Regions from separate parts of the Mus musculus genome. Here region 2 is linked to region 1. The links are chromatin contacts, called in public Hi-C maps. All regions are on one chromosome and are shown on one strand. Each heading gives the region's core, a stretch centred on a gene start, on an enhancer-like site or on the middle of the called end of the contact. The rest is flanking DNA. Distances are from core to core; before and after follow the strand shown. Region 1 has its middle 5.5 kb from the start of Gm30796. Region 2 holds the start of 5031425F14Rik (RIKEN cDNA 5031425F14 gene).

Region 1 (3,558 bases), core at 363-2,862:
ATATGTGCACACATATAATTAACAATAATAAAAATAAATCCTTTTAAAAGATTTACATACAAAAGAAGCTGGTTTGAAGAGAAAGACTAGAAGCCCTCCATCACCCAGGCTTCAAGTCGCAAACAGGGCATGTACAAGGAAAACCCAGGCTATACAGATGTGGGAGAGGTGGGTGCTATGTGAATGCCTTCTAAGTGTCCCCTGCCTCCAACCCAGTGCTTCTGGCTTTCCCCTCTGCTCAATAGCCCATTCCTATTCTTGGAAGTCCATTTCCCTTGCTCAGTGATCTTGCTTCTTGGCTCACCTTTATTTCTGTTTCTCACCATATGTGCCCAGTGTAGTCCTTTGTCTTGAGACACGAGAACCTAGATGGTTCACCAGAGAGTCAGGCTCGTACCTGTTACAGTGTGTTACCAAGCTTTTCCCTTCCAAGTCTCAGGCTCTCCTCAAAGCTGCTGCTGCTGTTGCTGCTGCTGCTGCCGCCGCCGCCGCCATTGCTCCTGCCTCTGGGAGGCACCTCTTCCTGCCAGCCCCACTCCCTGTCCCCAGGTGCCTGTCCTTACTACGTCACCTGTGCAAATGTGTCACATCCACCTCAGGGCAGATGGCACGAGCCACTGTCAAGCAGTGCATCTTTTGCTTAGTGTGTGTTGTAGGTTAAGCCGTCTCACAGAGTCGGGTAAGCATCCCATGACCTCATTTGCTCGCCCATGAGCTCCCCAGTGTCCCAAGCAATGCTGAGCTGGATTCATTTGCCTAAAGGCGTCCAGATGTATGTCAGCACTCCATTCCCCACAAAACCCAGTTGAGAAGCACGGCCTTTGGGAGTAGTTAAGTCACGAGACCATGCCTTGATGGAAAGTGGCCCTCAGCGAACGCCAGCTCTTCCAGAACCTTGACCTCAATCTTCTCAGACCTAGAAACCTAAGAAATAATCCTATTGTCATTTGTCCACTCTGGGGTGTAGCACTGAAGCTACCAAGGCTCATTAAATATGGCTGAAGTGGGATCCAGGATGCAGCAGGACAGAGGAAGGAGGACTAGGGAAGAGAAGTGAGGATCCACCTTAGTGGCCAAGGACAGAGCGAGCTCTGACCTGATCTGCCAGGCCTGACCCAGACTCTGAAGAAGCGGAGGCAACCCCAGCCGCTGCAGTGAGCGCCCCAAGAAGCCAACAGCTGTGGGCTCACTGAAAAATCTCACTTAAGCCTCTTCCTTTTCCATCCCGCTATCCTTGGAGTCAATCAGCCTTGTGCATCCTTGTCCCTGGCTCTGGGTCTGTGCTCTGACCAGTCCCCTGTGCTCGCCTGCCCAGCACACTGGGCTTCAGAGAGCTTGCTTAATCCACTTCTAAACTGTACATTTAAACAAACCTCTGGACTGATGCAGGCAGCTGTGCGTGACCAGCACACGGAGAGCCTCACCCTGGAGCATTAACCCCATTTATTAAAACTGCTGTAACTACCAGGATTTCAGCATCTCTAACTCAGAAACATGTGTCCTGGGCCCCTCCTCCCGGCCCCAGCTCTGATGCTGAAGGACAGCTAGGGTGGGAGGGAGGGAGGTAGGGAGGTGGGAGGCAGGAACTGCCCTGCCTGGGTTAAATATTTAAGAGGAGGCTGGCTAGCCAGCCAACCAAAATGTGCTTTCCCCAGCGTCAGCCTGGGGGTGGTGAGGGTGCAGAAAAAGCAGATCTAGTTTCTTTCCATGACTAAACCTCCCCACAGCAAAGGGCCGAGGCTGAGGTCATCCTGACACCTTTCTCTGTGACTTCAGTGGCTCATCCAGCCCCTGACTGATGACATTTAAGTTCCAGGCCCAGCCCATGCATCCTGCTGGGACAACATTTTCCAGGCACTTCACACTCACGCTGAAGCTCTGGGCGATCTCCTGGGCCAGCTCCAGGAACCTGCTATGCAATTATTTGGCTAGTCTTTTAAAACTGGCCTGCCTTGGGCCTGGTTAAAGTTGGTAAAGTTTTCACCTCAGAAGCATGAGGGCCTGAGTCCAATCCTCCAGCACCCAGGCAAGGTGACATACATCTGTCACCACAGTGCTGGGGTGTGGGTGACCGATTAGCTCCCAGGCCAGCTACTCATACCAAGTTCTGGAGCTCCTGACAACACCCCCTCATCATGCCTCAGCCACCAATTCTGAGCAGACACAGCCTCAGCCTCTGGGAAGCAGCAGACTCATCTCCCTATATGGGTGCAGGTGCCTAGTGCGTGTCCCTCCTGCCTCAGGGTGTCAGCCATGAGGTTGGGGGAAGGGACCTTTCTCACAGCACCTGGGTGACAAGGATGCTTCTTGTGGCACTCAGAGGGAGCCGAAGTGTGGGCTGCACCCACACCTCTATCAAACGTGGGAGTGGTAAACGCAAGCTTGGTCACTCTGAAAACAGGGTCAAGCTGGGTGTCTGTCATAGTTTCTGAGCCCAGCTCCTTGGGTCCTGAAGGTGCCACGAGCTTAGCCAGGCAGAACACTGACAGGCAGGCAGGCAGACAGCACAAACTAGTATTTTTTGTTTTGTTTTGTTTTCTTCTTGGTTAGCTACCAACTCTTCTGTTTTGTTTTGTAATCAATAGATTTTTGCTTCTGGCTCTTCTCAAAACATCAGAGGACCTGTTCACATTGTGCCCCCTTCCTCCATGTAGGGAAAGACACCCTGACTCTTGCATATTATAAAAATCAAGCCAAATGCTGTTGCTGTTTTTAGTCATGAGAAGCCTGGGTTTAAATTTGGCTTCTGAACCCATAATCAATTAAGCAGGTGTCGAGAAGGTGGCGCTGAACTTCCTTAATGAGCACGGGAACAGGATGAGAAAAGGCCACGTGGCTAATTCTCCCTCTCCACCTGTCGATGGCTCTGCCACAGGGGCTTCTGGGAGGAACCTGCTGTGGCCCTCTGACTGAAGGAAGCGGGTCGGCTGTGACCTTGGGGACTGCAACTCCACACAGAAATCACACGTGCCTATTTTTTTCCTTGATTCCTCGGCAGTGAGGCATAGCCCAGAAGGTGAGCCTCTAAGTTTACCCACATAGAACCCAGAAACCTGCCGCCCCTAGCCTAGCACCCCAACCCCACCCCAGTCCTCCCCCTTTCTCTCTCTAGCCCTCCTTCTCGAATTTTCCAACCTCCACTTGTACCATAGGCCCAGCTGCCCAGCAGAGCCCTAGAAGCTACTGTTTCCTCTCCCCCACCCTCCCCGACCCCAACTCTCCCCTTTCCTCACACCCGCCCCCTGTCAGTCCAGCAACACCTGCAAAGCAGGGTTGGATTGGGCCTGTCTCTGTCACCTCACTGGCTTTTGGGGACCCTGCAGGCTCCCTCTCTAGGGCCCCTATGTCTTTATGCCCACACCCTTGCCCACCTTCACTTGAGGAGGGCCTTTCTCCTTCCATGCTGCCGAACTTTCTAGAAGGAGAACTCAGAGCCCCCTAACTTTTGACTCCTCTCTCCCGCCAGCTCACAAGCACAGATGTCAGTCATCCCAAGAGTCAGAGACCCGTGGCATTTAATAACTGTTTTCCCTGCGGTCAGCTCTGCAGCAGTTTTCC
Region 2 (3,558 bases), core at 445-2,944, 48 kb after region 1:
AGTGAGCTCAGCCTGTCCCTTTATAAAGAGACAGAGGAACCTGCCTGGGGAGGATGCCTGTGTGGTTAAATCAGGGCTGTGGCTGGGACCAGGACACAGGTTGAAATCAGCTGTCCCCTCTCCAGCTGTGCCCTGCACAGGGCTGCGTTAGGAAGAAGCTCTGCAGCCTGAGAGTGCACAGCACACAGGCACACGGGGACCTGGCGCTACCAGACACACTGGTGGGGCTTAGATCCCTCCATGCTCTGTGGAAGCGTCTCATGGAAGCCACTCCACAGTCCCAGGGGTGACAGCGGGGTCTGTCACTCTCCTACTTCCTGGGTGTCACACTGGGGCAGAAGAACAAGCGCTAAGCTGTATGTAAGCGCCCTGCCTGTGCTCCTGTAGGAACAGGAAGAAAGCCACTCTCCATCCATGTCCCAGAGTGGGGACAGGGAGAGACCCTCTTCCTGTGGAAGCCCCTGTTTGTTCCTGCAGCCTGACCCAGCCTGCTCTTTTCTTATTTGTTCTTTGTTCTAACCAGCCCATCCAGGGCTCAGAGAGGAGATGAATAAGAAGTGTCCTTCTTGGAGACCCCTGGGATGTCTGGTGTTGGAGCTGTATAGCAGTGGTGTGTTTTCTGTCCCTGTGACTTCCACTTTCCCAGTGAAGTAAACAGTACCATGATAAATCTCTCTGCTGCCCCTTCATGTGGGCCACATGGTCAGTGGTAGGTTTTTAAAAAACCTTAGTCAACAAAATTCAACGTTTCTGCTTGGTGAGATTACACTGGCAACTCCTGGGTTGTGTGAGCTACCCTGTGTGTCTAATCCACCACCCTTCCTTTGCTATAAGGATCCAGATTAAGTTCCACCTGATAGTGTGAACCGTCCCCTTGGGTTCCTGGGCTTGACCACCTAGTGTCCTGTCAGCAGCTCTGTTTGGGGGATTTTAGAATCCTTCTATATATAGGGTCTAGTTGGAGGAAGTGAGTCACTTGTGGCTGGGCCTTTCTTAGCCCCACCCCTGGTATAGCAGTCCTGGCTGTTTCCTGAGCCTCTAGGCCAGTGGTTCTCAAACTTCCTAATACAGTGACCCTTTGATACACTTCCTCATGTTGTGGTGACCTCCAACCACAAAATTATTTGTTGCTACTTCATAACTGTAATTTGTTGCTCTCGTGAATCATAACGTATGTATCTGATACACAGGATCTGATATGTGAGTCCCAAAGGGGTCACAACCCATAGATTGAAAACCAGTGCTCTAGGATCTAAGCAAGCAGTGGGAGATTCCGGCAGCCACAGTGGGGAGTCACAGGGGACTCTGCCATGAATGCCTTTCCCACCATGAGAAAGGGCGCTTTGTCACCATGTGAACCCAGAGGAAGCCTTGGTCCCTTAAGGTGTATCTTCCGTGAATGTCACTCAGATGTGTAACTACCTGTGACTGCCACCCTTTGCCCTTGTTAAACTAGGTGGTCATGGCCTGTGGCTGGCCTGGCAGCTTTAATCTTTGGGTTCTTTGCCCACAAGAGTCCAGATGCACTTCATCTGAAGAGTGAAATTCAACCTTATGTCTACTTCTCATCCATATTTATTTGCCCTGAGCTTAAGCACACACCCACTGCTGCCTAAGGTTTGAAAGACCCCCCAACTTCCAGAACCCCCTTCACTTCCTCTCCTTCCCCATCTTTCCCACAAGAAGAGGGCTACAGGAGAGCCACAGACTCCAGAAGCAACACATGACCATTGGCCTCCCCAGAACTTCCTGGGACTTGCCTCACACCCTGCTTTCACGCTCTAGGCTCCTTTCTTTCTCTGGTGATATTTCCTCCCAATAACTCTGAGCTGGAGCAGCCCTGAGCTGGAGAGACTCTGAACTGGAGCAGCCCTGAGCTGGAGCAGCCCTATGCTGGAGGGACCCTGAGCTGGAGCAGCCCTGTGCTGGAGGGACCCTGAGCTGGAGCAGCCCTGTGCTGGAGGGACCCTGAGCTGGAGCAGCCCTGTGCTGGAGGGACCCTGAGCTGGAGCAGCCCTGTGCTGGAGGGACCCTGAGCTGGAGCAGCCCTGTGCTGGAGGGACCCTGAGCTGGAGCAGCCCTGTGCTGGAGGGACCCTGAGCTGGAGCAGCCCTGTGCTGGAGGGACCCTGAGCTGGAGCAGCCCTGTGCTGGAGGGACCCTGAGCTGGAGCAGCCCTGTGCTGGGACCCTGAGCTGGAGCAGCCCTGAGCTGGAGAGACTCTGAATTGGAGCAGCCCTGAGCTGGAGAGACTCTGAGCTGGAACAGCCCTATGCTGGAGGGACCCTGAGCTGGAGCAGCCCTGTGCTGGAGGGACCCTGAGCTGGAGCAGCCCTGTGCTGGAGGGACCCTGAGCTGGAGCAGCCCTGTGCTGGAGGGACCCTGAGCTGGAGCAGCCTTGTGCTGGAGAGACCCCGAGCTGGAACAGCCCCGAGCTGGAACAGTCCCGAGCTGCCTCTCTTGTTAGGAGTGAGCTGGTTTATCTGTGGGTCACGGAGGTGTACTGAGCTCCATCTGCAGATCAGTTAATCGCTAACAAATGTGGGCGAGTTTTCACCCAGCACAGACCACAGGCCGTGTCTCAGACGCTTTGCCAAGCCATTTTGGAGCTGTAAGCAACTGGCCTGCTTCCAAGCTGAATCTGTTCTGGCACACAGAGGCCATGAGCCTGTGAAGCTCTGACTCTGGCACTGGGATTGGGTTCGTGAGGAATCATGAGCCATGAGATGGCCTCCAGTCGGTCAGCAGGGCAGGAAGGGACTAGGACTCAGGATTAGGGGCCGAGTCATCACTGACCTTCACAGCGACCTCTGCACTGGCAGAGGTGGGAAGTGGGGTTTTCAGAACGCCTGCTTCGGTTGCTGGGCACTCTGCTTGGTTAGAGAGATGGTGGTAAGTTTGTCTGCCTCCATTTCCAAGTGGGCCGTCACAGGCATAACGGGGTTGGAGATACCAACAGACCAAAGAAGAAAAGCAACAGCTCGGTTATCACTAAGCCTTTCCATGGCTCACTGATGAGGACGTGAGAAGTTGGTAACCCACACCCCACAGTGACAGGGACTCCCTTTCAGACACTGCCATGAGTTGTCACGACAGCAGCAGTGGTGACTGTGACACCGTGTCGTCACTTCCTGGTGTCCCACACGCTGGCTGCCCTCACTCCCCTTCCCCTGCCTGCTCGTGGGATGCAGCGGATCAGGTGGGCAGGTGGTAGGAGTCAGTTCAAGAGGGTGAACACGACCCTGGAGCTGGAGGGGCAGGAACAATATCCTGGGGCAGGCGTGGCCGAGTGTCCCTTAGCTGAGGGACAGTTTCCTGTTTCCTGTCCTTTACGGTGAGCTCCTCCCGGGCAGTGGAAGCAGATGAGCATCTGCTGAGGTGTGAGAAGACGCTCTGGAAGATGAGAGGTATGCCTAGCCAAAGGCTGCCATGTGCCCTGTGCTCCCTGCATGCCGCCATGTGTCCTGGGATACTGTCATGTGTCCTGTGTTCTCAGATGTCATATTGCCTGTGTTCCCTGGATGCCGCCATGTGCCCTGTGCTCCCTGGATGTGCCAAG

What was found. Hi-C and Micro-C count contacts between places; a contact is called where the count stands out from the background.
Region 2: a Hi-C map of natural killer cells shows a contact between it and region 1, with 4 times the contacts expected there. The contact joins the promoter of 5031425F14Rik here to the enhancer-like site in region 1. A contact is called at or near these places in 13 of 484 Hi-C or Micro-C datasets (B cells, CD8 T cells, the HL-1 cell line and 8 more) and 5 of 115 datasets of contacts at active chromatin or transcription factors (cardiomyocytes, embryonic stem cells, fibro-adipogenic progenitors and 2 more).

What each region holds. Positions count from the first base shown.
Region 1 is chr2:166,397,624-166,401,181 of GRCm38.p6, forward strand. No RefSeq gene overlaps it. Among named protein-coding and RNA genes, the nearest start is that of Gm30796, 5.5 kb to the right of the region's middle. Within about 2 kb of position 1,613, at least 110 of the 459 cell types and tissues checked have an H3K27ac peak or open chromatin away from gene starts, as enhancers often do. A contact at or near this core is called in B cells, CD8 T cells, the HL-1 cell line and 5 more, where this site is marked.
Region 2 is chr2:166,445,757-166,449,314 of GRCm38.p6, forward strand. It overlaps 5031425F14Rik (RIKEN cDNA 5031425F14 gene), which reads left to right and starts at 1,695. Exons shown (of 3, transcript NR_015558.3): 1 at 1,695-2,891.